Regions from separate parts of the Nothobranchius furzeri genome. Here region 1 is linked to region 2. The links are chromatin contacts, called in public Micro-C maps. All regions are on one chromosome and are shown on one strand. Each heading gives the region's core, a stretch centred on a gene start, on an enhancer-like site or on the middle of the called end of the contact. The rest is flanking DNA. Distances are from core to core; before and after follow the strand shown. Region 1 has its middle 19 kb from the start of socs1a. Region 2 overlaps clec16a (C-type lectin domain containing 16A).

What was found. A called contact is a pair of places that touch in the nucleus more often than the background predicts.
Region 1: a contact with region 2 is called in a Micro-C map of tail fin, with 8 times the contacts expected there. The contact joins two enhancer-like sites. A contact is called at or near these places in 2 of 2 Hi-C or Micro-C datasets (skeletal muscle and tail fin).

What each region holds. Positions count from the first base shown.
Region 1 is chr12:63,140,529-63,147,889 of NfurGRZ-RIMD1, reverse strand. No RefSeq gene overlaps it. Among protein-coding and RNA genes, the nearest start is that of socs1a, 19 kb to the right of the region's middle. Within about 2 kb of position 5,504, at least 1 of the 3 cell types and tissues checked has an H3K27ac peak or open chromatin away from gene starts, as enhancers often do. A contact at or near this core is called in tail fin, where this site is marked.
Region 2 is chr12:63,054,379-63,061,382 of NfurGRZ-RIMD1, reverse strand. It overlaps clec16a (C-type lectin domain containing 16A), which reads right to left. Exons shown (of 23, transcript XM_054750661.2): 9 at 4,805-4,921. Among protein-coding and RNA genes, the nearest start is that of clec16a, 20 kb to the right of the region's middle. Within about 2 kb of position 2,787, at least 3 of the 3 cell types and tissues checked have an H3K27ac peak or open chromatin away from gene starts, as enhancers often do. A contact at or near this core is called in tail fin, where this site is marked.

The DNA.
Region 1 (7,361 bases), core at 4,255-6,754, 84 kb before region 2:
GCCCCGTCCCGTTCTTCTCCTGGAAGCCGCGGATCCTGGAGCCTCAAGGGAGCTTCACCCCCTACGCACGCCATTGTTCTCCGGTGTGGTAGGGCTGGTCTCCCCGCTCTTCTCCGGCTTCCCTTCACCCGAGCCTCCGCCGATGGACCCAGCAGATCGGGATGTGCACCTGCTCTGATTGGATGTCGAGTACCTGCCACCGAGCTGGGCTTCCACGCGTCGTTCCCGCTGCTCAACCATTTCCTGGTCCACGCCTGCAGGTTCTGTGCCTGCAGGTTCTCCACGCGGCAGTTCCTGCTGGGACCTATGCCTGCTGCTGCAGTTCCTGCTGGGTCCCACGCCTGCTGCTGCAGTTTGTCTCAGTGTTCCTGGTGTCCAGTGTTCCTGGTGTCAAGTGTTCGTGTCTCAAGCCAAGTCAAGTCTTCGTGTCTCAAGCCAAGTCAAGTCTTCGTGTCTCAAGTCAAGTCTTCGTGAGTCAAGTCAAGTCTTCGTGAGTCAAGTCAAGTCTTCGTGAGTCAAGCCTTCGTGAGTCAAGTCAAGTCTTCGTGTCCCAGTCAAGTCTTCGTATCCCAGTCAAGTGTTCGAGTCCCAGTCAAGTGTTCGAGTCCCAGTCAAGTGTTCGAGTCCGAATTTCCCAGTCTGAGCTCGAGAGACCCTTTGTAAGACGGAGTGCCGCCTGATCTTAGAGGCCCCTGCTCCGCAGCCCTGGACTGTGTTTGTTCCCTGGTCTTGTCTTCTGTGTTCCCTGGTCATGTGTGCCCTAGTCTGGTCTTCGTTCGTCCCTGTGTCTCCTGTGCTCTGTGGCTTGTGGGCGTCTGGTATCCGCCCCTTGGGGGGGGGGGGGGGGGGGGGGGGGGGGGCACTGTCATGATCCGCCCCAGCCTCCCTGACTGTGTCTCTCCTGCCCTGATTAGCCTAATTGTTCTCACCTGTCCCTGATTACTCTGCCCGTGTGTTCCTGATTCCTTTGTGTATTTATACCTCCCTCCTTGTTGCTGTCTTTGTCGGTTCATTGTCGTTTATGCATGTTCATTCGTCCTGTTGCTCCCGTGCTACAATTAAAACATCTTTTTATTTTTTCATCCGTCTGCCTGATCTTCTGCCACCTGGAACCCACCACCACACATGGTCTGCCACCTCCACCCGCAGAACATGACATTTTGTTGTATTTCCTTTTTATCTTTTATCTGTGTTCGACATGTTTGTATATCGCCTGTTTAATTAACTAACATTTTTAGTGTACAGCGCCTTGTTTGGTTGTAATGCCTTGTGAATGCACTTTATAAATAAAATTGGATTGGATTGGAAATTAGTTAATAAATGATTGCCAATTAAGTTTCGTCTCAAGTGAATTTGTTTGTGTTGATATAAATACAACTGCAGCTCGTTAAGGATTTTACGGACTTTAGACAGATTGATAGAGGTGTGGATTCATTTTTCCCCTGTAAAAAGGGGATGGTGCCCCGAGGAGATCCACGGATGTCCTAATTACATAATAAATTGGTAAATATTTCCATATTTACGAATTTATTGATGAATCCAAAAAGTAAGTAAAGCTTACAAATTATTCGTTGACTAATAATCACAACATGAGTAAATGGTGTTACATTATGGAATAACCTTAAAAGGGAAATTTAAAAAACTCTGTAATTTAATATATTCAAAAAATGTACCAAATTGAGTGTACAAATTACCTTAGCATAAAATAAAGAAAATGAACTAGGCTATAACTTAAGCCTATAAAAAACTAAATAGCTTCAACAGTCGTGTTTTTGAATGTTTGGCATTCGAGTTGATTTGAGATGTTTCGGTGTTTGGCCCGGCTTAGTCTAGTTGTGTTCGCCCACATTCTTTAGGTTTGCTCTCAAACTGGCATCACTGTCTGCTGCAGACTTTGACAAATCTGAATCATCTGTTCAACTCACAATCCAGTACAGTATTTATGTGCACGTGTCTCCTTCAGCACACGTGTCTCCTTCAGCACACCTGTGTCGGCAGGTCTGGAAAAGTTCCTTAAGTCAATGTTTGCTGGAGGAAATCTCACCCCACGTTTCCCTCACTGGAACAGTCGATCCCCCTCTCGCTGTGCATCTTGTTGCTGCTAAACCTCCCACTGTCGTCCGGAGGTGGGTGAAAATGAAAAACATCACCGATTCTCAGGACCCTGTTCGACCTTTCATACTAAAAATTGAACTTGGAAGGGGTAAACCTACAACCCTCAGACCTGGTGGCAGCTGTCACATCTAAGAGCTCTTTGTTTTGCATGAGATGTGCACTCGTTGTTTACTGACTAGCCTGTTGAGTCCAATCCAAAACTTTCAATGATCATGATTCATGATCCACTCGTGGTCTGAAAGCGTCCAGATGGAGTTTCAGAGCTTTCATCACAAACCTGCCTTATACAGTCCTAGACATGCCTACTGCCATCTGGTGGAGTATCTACAGGTGGTAAGTGCCAATTTTATTTGACTATTACTGTAAAAATGACAAATAATTATATATCTACATCTCCAGAGACAAGGTCGCGCCTCAAGTAGAGGAGTGAAGTATCTCGGGGTCTTGTTCATGAGTAAGGGAAAGATGGAGAGTGAGATTGATAGGTGGACTGGTGCTGCGTCTGCAGTGATGTGGGCGCCGTACCGGTCTGTAGTGGTGAAGCTCTCGATTTTCCGGTCGATCTACGTTACTACCCTCACCCATGGCCACGAGCTTTGGGTAGTGACAGAAAGAATGAGATCACAGGTACAAGCGGCTGAAATGAGTTTTCTGCACAAGGCGGCTGGACTCTCCCTTAGGGAAAGGGTGAGAAGCTTGGTCATCCGGGAGGGGCTCGGAGTAGATCCGCTGCTCCTCCACATCAAGAGGAGCCAGTTGACATGGCCCGGGCATCTAATCAGCGTGCCTCCTAGATGCCTCCTTGGGGAGGTTTTCCAGGCATGTCCAACCAGGAGAAGGCCTAAAGGACACGCTGGAGTGACCATGTTTTTTGTCTCGCCAGGGAACGCCTTGGGGAGGAGCTGGCCCAAGTAGCTGGGAAGAGGGTAGTCTGCATCTCCCTGCTTAGGCTGCTACCCCCGCGATCCGATATGCGGATAAAAATGGATGAAGGGATCTCCAATAAATTAGCAAATATTATTTGCTGCTGTGCAAATGAAATTTTTGGTTCTACAACCGAAAACCCTTTAGAGCGGACCTCATTCACGATGGCTAATAAAGCCTGTTGGCGTTGGGGTTAGGGCTGTAACAGCCAGTTTGAGCCAGTTTTCAGCTAATGGTTTGTGTGGTAGTAGCTGGGAATCACTGATATTCTGCATGTGATGTCGGGTTACAATGAGCATTATGTTCAGAACCCGATTTATTTACAAGTCGGACAAGAATTTGGTTCCGGCAGTTCATATAGAGTAGAAGGAGTCGCCACTCGTCTGGGAAAGGTGCTGGATCAAGAAGTGGAATAAACAAAATAAGAATCTGCACACTTCAATCTGCGATGTAGGAGTTTATTGGTCAAGCTTTCGGTCAGAGACCTTCATCAGGAATTGTCTCTGACCGAAAGCTTGACCAATAAACTCCTACATCGCAGATTGAAGTGTGCGGATTCTTATTTTGTTTATTCCGGCTGTTCATAAAACAGACATTGTTCAATAAAAACAAACATGGCAGACACAATATGCGATATTTAATATCTGGTGAAGGTCAGCTGTGTAGAATGAAGATGGAACGAGAGAAGAAGTTTGGCTAGTTCTGGTCTGCCAGCTGGTAGAAGCTCTAAAAAACTGTCGTAGCAGCCACAGCAGCTGGTCCACACGGAAGACTGAGATTAAGTCCATTTCGTTTTAGTGGCTCATAAAAACAGACAGGATGACTTTGGAAAGAAGCGACAACAGGAGAACATTTAGGGTGATTTAATCATCCAGCCTGGTGATCATCTCCATCTCTCATCTGGCTAATTTATTCTAAAAAAAGACTCCCACACAGCACTCCAACATGACCTCCCTCTGCTTTCAGGCTTCTCTCTGCAGCAAGGTTTGACGCAAGGTTGTAAAACAGTGCCCTCTAGTGGTTCAAGTCTGATTTTATTCTGTTCAGTCATTCTGTGTTCACTGGTTTCTCTCCTGCTCCTGGGTTTAGTGTCCACGGATGCTCCAAGCCTTCTTTTCTGAACTGTGGGAGCTGCTGCATAATGAGAAAACTACCTGGAGAAGATCGCTTCCCTGGTCATCTAGTTCCCAACCTGGGGTCCCCATAAGACTGCAGGTTTTGTCTGTGCTGAGGTTACCAAGATTATATTTGTAAAACATACATTTATAAAATCCCTACAGACTACCTCATAACAGCTCGGTGTAAGCGTTACAAGTTTTTATTCAATCACTTTTAATGTTGGAATGTGGGTAGACTTTGGGGTTGGGGGTCCTGGCTTGATTTGGGCCCAGGCAAGGGGGGTCATCAAGGAAACAATGTTGGGAACAAATGCTCTAGAACCCCTCTCTGTTGATGTCCTGCTCCAACACACCTGATTAAATAGGTGATGATCATTGGTTCAGCAGAAAACAGGTAAAAATTAAATCATCTAATCTGGACTTAATCCAAAGGCAAGTGGGAATCTCCAAGGTAAACCGGAAGAAGCTGTTTGATGATCAAACTGCATCTGTTGTTTAGTAAAGATCAGCACAAACACCATCCCGTGATGAAGCACGGTGGTGGCAGCAGCATGCTCTGTGGATGTGCCTGGAGGGGTTGTACTGTTTTTGGAACGACGCCCATCCCACCTTTGCAAAACGTCATTCTTTCATCTGAAAAGTATTTCCAGCCTCTTCTCCTCAGATGCTGACACATTTCTTGTCCATGACATCATCTCCTCTAGATTTGACTGCTGTAACTCACTCTTGGTTTCAAGTTTCTCAACAAAAATAAAATCACCAGTAAATCCAGTCCATCCGAAACCGAGGGGGTCTGCTCATTTCTACAACTCACTTCCACACCACTGGAGGGCACTACAGACCACAAAACCCTTTTAAACCGATCTGAAACCATTTTCCTACAACTATAACATATTTTATTTCTTTTTCATAACTGCTTTTATCACTTTTTATGGTTATTTAACAAGAGAACTAAGATTTGGGAGTTTATTTGTTCCCTAGCAAGAAGTTTACCCAAACCAAGAGCTACTAAAAAAAAAAGTCCAGATCTCGATTCAATAAAGAACTAGAGCAGGCGTGGGGAACCTGGTCCTCGAGGGCCAGTATCCTGCACGTCTTTGCTCCAACACTTCTGATTCAGTGGTTGAATCACCTGTTCAGCAGCTCATCAGGCTCTGCAGAAGCCCGTTAATCACCTGCTGATTGAAATCAGGTGTGTTGAAGCAGGGTTGAAACTAAAATATGCTGGATAGCGGCCCTCGATGGACCAGGGTTCCCCACCCCAGAGCCAGAGGAAAGACTTGGTAAGAGCTGCAAAAGCCACAAACAATAGTGAAGGATCTGAGGCAGAACTGTTATCTGTCACTAGAGGGAGACATCACCAGTTTACCATCAGTAAGGATAAGCAAACCTTGACTCATCATTCTCTGCAGAGATCATAATGTTTGCTGTGGATTCTTGTGCCGCGTGAGAAAATGAACCACCTGCTTGTTGTGCTCTAAAAGGGGGAGGTGTTAATGTAGGAATGTTACATTCAGGTGGTATCACAGTTGACATCCATCCACACATTGTTTCCTTCATCTTGATTGGGGCTACAGGGACCTGGTATCAATCTCCAAACAGTCATCAGGTGACAGGTGGGGACACGCTGGACAGGTCTAGCCCATCACAGAGACACACAGAGACATACTGGCCACCTTCCAGCTGTGATACCATGCATGCAGCCACTCAAAGTGAACAATAACTCGTAAAGAATTGAACAGTCTGCAGAGTTAGGAAGATAAACTGTCACCCTTGTGTTAACAATTCCCAGAAAAAGACAAAAGAAAGCAGATTATTCTAAAACCACTTATTCCTGTTTCAGGGAAATCGGGTCTTCTGGGGAAATGAACGCCACAAAGCAAAAGGGGCCACCGCCGAAGGCCGTGGTCCCTTTGAGGCTCTGTCCAGTCTGGGTCCCCCGAACGCTGATGACCCCCCCCCCCCCCCCCCCCCCGAGAACTTCGCCTAGGGTTTAACAGACACCAACAAGGTAACCACATTCAGTGTGGAATGGTAAGTTTTAACAATTCCCCCATTTTTGGGTTGAAGAATAAAAGAATAAAAGGCAGTGGGTCCCTCAGGGTGGGGTCAGGGTGGGATGGGGGAGAAGGAAGGGACCCGAACCCCACCTGGTTGTTTCCCCATATAAACGGATAAAACGGCTGAAAAAAAAGTGCGGGGGACAGAGGGCACTGTTATGGGAAGTGTGGGGGACATGTCCCACGCGTACCCCGCGTGAATTACGCCCATGGTTAATCCACTCAGAAGATCCCAGCAGCACTTCACAGAAACGTGAGGCAGAACCTGGGGGGTTCATGACAAGATGCTCGATAGTTTCATTACCATAACTGAGAAAATGGAAGAGACACTTTGCTGAAGGAGAGGGAAGTGTGCAACCAGGTGTGGTTGTTTCCCAATTCCCAAATTCAAAACTCAAATCGTGGCAAGACAGAATTTCGTTCCAAGGGGGCCGAATGAAACTAAAAGGAGAAAGCTTGACTAAATATAACATCAACAGTTGCACAGGTGGTGCAAACTTTCAGGATTCTGGTGTGACGTCGGTGTCGCTCCAGAAATTAGCAGATCAAAAAGACTCTCTCACAAGTTTTACTTTCCTTTAAAGCTTTTAATTTTGCTTTTACTTCCTCCCATCTCTCTCAAATGAAGCTCAGAGCCCCTCACCAGCAGATACGTCAGTCTTTAAACTCTCACAGCCACTTTATACCACGCTCTCTGTACCTTTACTGAAGTAACTTTCTTGAGGCCCACTATTTACTTTTACTCCATCATTTTTACAAAAAATGTTCTAAAGTAAAATTACTTTAATTTGCATTTTGTTTGATCCCCACCCCTGGTCTGATGGAGACCGGCAGCGCACTCCCTTGCCCGCGCCAGACACCAAGGTGCAGGCAAACACGGCCATGACAAAAACTGCAGTTCCCCCATCATCCACAGGGGGCTGGACCTAGAAAGGAGCAAGTTCCCACGTTAAAATGTCAAAAATCCCAGCTTCACTGCAGAAAGGTTTACAGCCTGGTTCAAAAAGTTATTTCGGTTTACAGTCATGACAACTCTGAAGGAGGGGTGTGTTTTTGTCATTTATTCATTTAGATGTGAATAAAGCGTGAAATGATGAAATCTTAGGGGCGTGTCCTTTTGATTGACAGGTAGCAGATGAGTCAG
Region 2 (7,004 bases), core at 1,538-4,037:
TAAACCATGTGGAATGACAATTCTGGTGGTCATGGAAAATATGTTCGTCTGTTTGAGAGGGGTCAGATCATTTGGTGTTACGGCCCAGGGACATTTGTTTATTTTATTGCATTTTAATTCTCTTCTTGTTTCCCCCTATAGGTGAGAGAGAGGAGAGGAGATGGCACCACTCACTGATTACCTCCACTTTGACTCTTCAGCTGTCCCAACTTACAATCAGCCCTGCCACTGCTACAAGAGCCAGCCACTCCTTAGTTTCAGGGAGCAACAGACTAGAGAGACTCTCTCTGGTCTGTTGTCTCCTCTGCAGTTTTTATTAGGAATGTCCCATTCCGATATTGATATCGGCCCAAAAACACTGTATCGGCTTATATCGGACTGCATCAAAAATCTCCGATATTAGCAGTACATTCTGCTTTAAATTCCATTCCAGCAATTCTATCCATCAGCCCCCAGATCCAGCATGCAAGAATGGTGTGTGCTAGCAAAGTAGCAAGGAACAATATCGGCCATGTGGCTGTATTTTCTGTTAAAGTCCGAAAAAGACAGTTTGGCAACACTATCATGCACAAGTTTCCCACGGTGGAACAGAACCGGGGAAGAATAATACGTCCAACCTCATCGTGCATTTGAAGCAGGATCACAAAACATTGCATGAGGATTTTCGCAGCATGCGAAACTGAAACTTTACCCCCAAATTCCACTACCTCCGCTCCGGTCCGCCCCCGCCCTCCGCAGCCGCTCGCTTCCGAACTCAATTTTTACTGGTACCCGCTCTACAACGGCTCCGCTCCGGTGCGGAGACCTGAGGGGGGGCAAACAAGCATGCGCGGGATTTTCGAGATCTTGCGATACAGTCCGAGCAATAAACGCGGAAGTTAGATCCAAACACCCGTTGTGTGGGAGAAGCATCGAAATGAGCTGTTTAATCTGCCCATCATTTGTGTTGAGAGATCAGCAGTGTTTGGATCAACAAAGTGTGACTACTTTGATAGTAGAAACTGTATTTATGGCTTACTTTTGTGCATTTAAACTTCAGCCGCCATTGATAGTTGTTAAAAGTTGTTAAACCTGTGCATATGAAACAAAAAACGCCTTTTGTTTATCGATTTATTGTGAAAAACGGAAGTTGTGCTCGCTCCTTTTCCTGTTGGGCGGTGGTGATTTCTGTCCATTGACTGCGGAGGTGCTCCGGCGTCCGGCGAAAATAGGATCGATTCTATTTTTGCCGGACGCCGGAACAGAGGGCGGCGCACGGCGCCGCACTGCCGGAGAACGGCCGCAGTAGTGGAATTGCTCTGATTGACTACAACGGGACCGATTTTGCTCCGGCGTTCGTGTCGGAGCGGAGCGGAGCGGAGGTAGTGGAATTTGGGGGTTAGACACTCAACTTGTAGCAGTTGGCCAGTATTGTGTTTTTATCCTTATGTCCCTAACCTCAGCTGTTCACGTTTATGCAACCAAAGGTTAATAAAAAATTTGTCTTTTTTTATACTTACTGTTGTTGGCATTTGTTTTCTGTTTGAGTAATATCACTTGATCAAGCCTTTTATACATTCCACACTATGAAACAGGTAAACGTATGTATGATTTGTGCTGATCTATCGGATTGATATCGGTATTGGTCAATTCTGAAGGCTGCAATATTGGTATCGTATTGGAAGTGAAAAATTGTATCAGGACATCCCTAGTTTTTATGTTAAACGTTTAGTTTAGTAGCAACTTTGTGAATTTGGGTTCTTTGTATTAACCTCTTTTAAATTCTGTGTAAAGGAAACTTGACACTGGCTTTTCGGTAACTAAAGACATCACTCATTTATGCAACATTCTGTGATGGTCTTTTTGAACAGTTTGTATTAAGATGGTTAATTGAAGAATTTGGTGTTACTAGTTTTGAGTTGTTGCCGGTTTTTGTATTGTATTTCCAAATGTGGGCGGGCAGCAGAGGACGATGTCGCCCTCTACTGCCTGCCCATAAAAGGAAGTGACGCCACCAAAACTGGTGATCTCTGATGACGGCTAGAAACACAAGCTGAAAAATGTCAGGTAAAAAACAATTTTTTACTAAAACGATGTGAGAAACGCACAAAAAATGGATAACAAAGATAAACACGGAGTGAAAATACAAAAAAAGAAAGGGCATCTGTCACTCATAATGAAAAACGATAGTCATTTTATTTACATAATGCAGCTGAACAAACAGCCATAAAACTTGCCTTAATGCAGTTACGAGTGATTTTATGTCTTAAAAAGCTCCAGGTAAACAACTGGGTGGCCCAATTTCATTCAGCTTTCTGAGCAAACACTAACTGGGAAACTAACACACAAGCATGCAAACGTGACCAATAGGAAACAACTGGATAAGAACGCACACACCAGCCAAGTGTGAAACTGAAGTTCTACCAACCACACTCTCCAGAACGACCTCAGCATCCCGCATCAAGCGAAAACAAAGGTTATTTAAAAACAACCGTGTTTTCTTTCTCTTGCTTTAGTCCCCCTCCCCCGACGGTTCTCATCTTTCACTTCTTTGTTCTCCTAACAGGAAAAGGGGTCTTGTAACTTACAGACATCAGAGCGACTCTTTTCATTCAGCCTTCTGAGAAACATCTAGAGGCGTTTAACAGAATTGTTTCTAACAAGATTTAACAGAATTAAGCGTGCTTCGGCTCAACTCTGACCTGTTTCTGTTTTCTTCAAAGGCCAAAACTCCTTAAAGCTGAGCGGATATCAGTACGATCTCACTGTATATAAGGCTGGGTGAGCCTGAGTAGGACTGCTCTGCAGCTGCTGCTGCTGCTGCTAAAAACACACGGAGCATGCTGTCAGATACAAACCACAAACTAGTATCTGTGTGTGTGCCGCAGTTGTTCGCTGACAATGTTCTGTTCTCTCAGCCTCAGCCGCTGCTGAGAAATTAATGGAGGTCAGAGAGCATGCCCTACACATGTATACCCATGCACACAGCCTAGCACATACACACAAATGCATGCACACACAAACACACACACACAAACGCAGCCTAGTGCATGCACACAAATCCATGCACACACACTCAGCAGCAAGTCAAAATAGGGCAACTACTGCAGATGAAAGATTTTTTACGCATGGGATCTAGCCTAAAACAGCTGCTTGTGCTTGAGTAAAAAACATAGAACATAGATTAAAAATACACACACATGCATACACTGACTTTATGCGTCTAACTGGTGCATTTGCATATATATATATATATTTTAAAAAAAACATCCAGAAGAGCAAGAGATAAGAAGAAAAAACATGATTCTTCCAGAAAAGAGATCTGGGTTAGGTGAGCCAGACCCGTTAGTGTTCCACCATGTGACCTAATTTCCTGCCACATCACAGACACACAGGAAATGCCATTTTACCACCTGCAATGAAGCATGGCCTTTTCCACCACCTGCCTCTTTTTCGTCTGCTAGATATCAAACAATAACAGAAATCTGATGTGGCAGAGATAGTCAACATCCACAAGTCAGAAAACCGATTTACCCATATCGCAGATGAGACCATAACACCATCAGTGCAGATTACATGAATAGTGTGTCAGATTATTATTTAATCCGTTTAAATAAAGCAAAAAAATTCAATTTTAACTGTGTGGAATTTTGCTAAATGAACTAACCAATCAGGAGTGAGTGAGTCAACAGTTAGCTATCACTTTAAAACCGTGTCAGCGGTTTCTGACACTTAGAGGTTGTCATCCTTTCATCCTCCACAAACGCAGGGACATGGGGGGGGGGGGGTCTGCTGCTGTGGTGCTGAAACATCACGCCTCAAGTTACATTTACTGAAAAGGTAGGCAGCTTCTTACAACATCCACGCACGCACAGGTACACACACACACACACACACACACACACAAACACACGCCAGACAAAAAACCACAAGTGTTCTGAGAAACGCTCACTACCTCAGCACACCCACCTGCCTGCACAGATGGTCAGAACATCAGGAGAGAGGGAGGGGCAAAGGGGGAAAGGAAACTCAATCAGGGTGAGGAGAGAGTGTGAAAACGAGAAATGAGGGGAAGGAGCTGGGGAAAGAAAGGGGGACAGAGGGGGGAGACTAGAGGAGATAAAAAGAGGAGAGGGGAATTACAGGAACCAAAAATAAAAGCCAACGGTTCTATCCTTAGTCCCAATAAGAGAAACGGACAAATGAGAAGTAAGGAAGGAGTTAAAAATAGAAAAACAGAGTCGAAAATAGAAAATGTTTTTTTTCCACTGATGTGGGTGACTCATGGAGAAACCCGGTGACCCTACCAACACACAACCACCTACACACACTTGTGTGTGTGTACACGTTTGTATTTGTGCCTGAGTACATATGTGCGTGTTTGCACATTACCTACCGTGTTTTTGTGGATGCTGTGTACGTCTGTGCTTGTGTGTGTGTTTGTATGTGTGCATGCATGTGTGTGTGTGTGTTTGCAAATTACCATGTTTTTGTGGGTGCAGTGTGTGTGTGTGTGTGTTTTCACATTACCATATTTTTGTGGATGCGGTGTGTGTGTGTGTGTTTTCACATTACCATATTTTTGTGGGTGCGGTGTACGTCTGTGCTTGTGTGTGTGTTTGTATGTGTGTGTGTGTTTGTGTGTGTGTGTGTGTGTGTGTGTGTGTGTTTTCACATTACCATGTTTTTTTGGGTGCTGTGTACGTCTGTGCTTGTGTGTGTGTGTGTGTGTGCGTGTGTGTGTGTGTGTGTGTGTGTGTGTGTGTGTGTGTGTGTGTGTGTGTGTGTGTGTGTGTGTGTGTGTGTGTGTGTGTGTGTGCATTACCATGTTTTTGTGGGTGCTGTGTACGTCTGTCTGGGAGCTGAAGGCAGACAGATCTCCGTTCAGGATGACATCTGCCAGGGCGTTGACCAGAGGCTGGTAGTGGATGATGAGAAACACCTGAAAAACATACAAAAATGTAAAAATTGACACAACTATTAACATAATACCCACAGATTCAGCAATGTTTTACAGAATGATATAAGTACAAGCACAAAAACATTATTTTGTGCATGTTAACAGCAGGCTAACATCATGTTTACACTGGAAGACTTTCACTTTCATTGTGGCAGCTAAGAACAGCTTCTTACACCGTTTCTCCTAAAGCTGATTTTAATATTCACAAAACCTTAGTTTTACATTCAAGTTTTATTCTATTCCACTCAGGACTTTTTTTAAATAATTCATTATCCAAAATATATGTTTACCATGTTAATCCTCAAAAGTTTGGTGAAATAAAAAGCAAATGTCCACCAAGAGCTCACGTTTCAGGATGTAAAGCAACACAAATCTAAAAACCACTAAATTAACTCTACATTAATCATCTGCCCCAGTAAAAGCAAAACGGCACTGCCATGAGTTACTGCCTCACTCTTACAGCAATGTCGGGGTTTTAAACCAACATCCTGTAACTGCAGCTCCTAAGCTAACGCTAGCTCAAATGTAAACAGGAACTTAATAAGAAGGTTAAGTAGGAACACGTTTTATCGCCATCCTACAGATAATCATGTGTTTATTAGTTTATTAGCTAATTAAAACTACAGTGCTGCTGTTCGTAAAAAGCAATGGATCAGTTGTAATATCCTTCTTCACCACAAGGGGCCCCTGCAGCCCCTACAACCCCCACCCACTTCCTCTGCTAATAGTGCTTTTCTCGTTCACACCTGTTGTGGTTACTATTTAGTGTTCTGAATGGGAACAGCGTGGTGTTTTTGCAATTTCAACACCATCGGAATTCAGCAATGATTCATCATTACACAAGTTTTCAGTTACATGTTGCAGAAATAATCTCCTGCTGAATTCCCTGGCCTACGACATCGGTTTGCTGGTAATTAAGAACTTGTGGCTCAATAAAACTGGCAAACATACTGCAGCTGTAAATGCAACTAACATCACTCACATTTATTTAGAACTTCTGTACAACACAAGTGTGTTTTCAGTTGTAGCGTCAACGCAAAGACGTAAACGCTGGGGCCACAGCAATCAAATGGTTGTTTGTTTACACTGACATGAAGGTTTGGTCCTTTAATATTTTCCAATGCTGCTGCAGAGGAGATCAGGATCCATTTTACATTAAACACATCTAGAAAAGTAGATTTTAAAGTTTGAAACTTGTTAAATAATAACCTGCAGGTGCTCTGTCAGCTCAGGTTGCAATGCATTATGGTCAGTAGTAAGGTTGCCACGGTATGAAAATGTAACCTCACGGTTATTGTGACCAAAATTACCACGGTTTTCGGTATTATCACGGAATTTTTTTAAATGTGTTACATTTTCAGACAACTAAATAAACCCTGTACATCAGGAAAATATTGTCCTCAGTTTGTGTCTAAATTTAACCTAAAATGTGTTATTTTGTAACAATGTTGTTTATTTGTTTACATTTTTTCCCTTTAGTCTTTAAAATACCAATATTTGCCCATAACTTCTTATTTTATGTCTGTTTGATGTCATCATTTTAAAAATATTAGACCAGATGATACTCAGTACTCAAGTAGCCTTCTAATCAGATACTTTTTTACCCTTACTTGAGTAATAAACCTTATATCAGGAAAATATTGTCCTCGGTTTGTGTCCTTCCAGTGAGCTTTGCAGATGTGGGAAAATGTCATCAGGCAGTAATCATTGTTAAATTCATAATTATTCTCGGAGAGAGACCAACTCTTATCTGCCCCTGGGAGCCCCGTAATGCATAGCGTCATTTCAACATGGGGGTGTCCGCGACACGGTTTATATGCAGGTAGCGGCGCTGCGGCTGCTTTATATAGCGACTCGTTGCGTTCTCCCTCAACCCAAATCCTCGGATCACACATTTTAGCTAAAACGCTAACGTTAGCTTGCCTTGCGTTGACTGTAGAGTTGTGGGTGAGGGTCACGCAGATGTGTCATGAGATTTGAAGCATTGCTGCCTTTCACAGACACTTTTTCTGCACGTGCTGCAAACAGGATAGCCGTCTTCTATCAACTGTCTCTCGGCATTCTT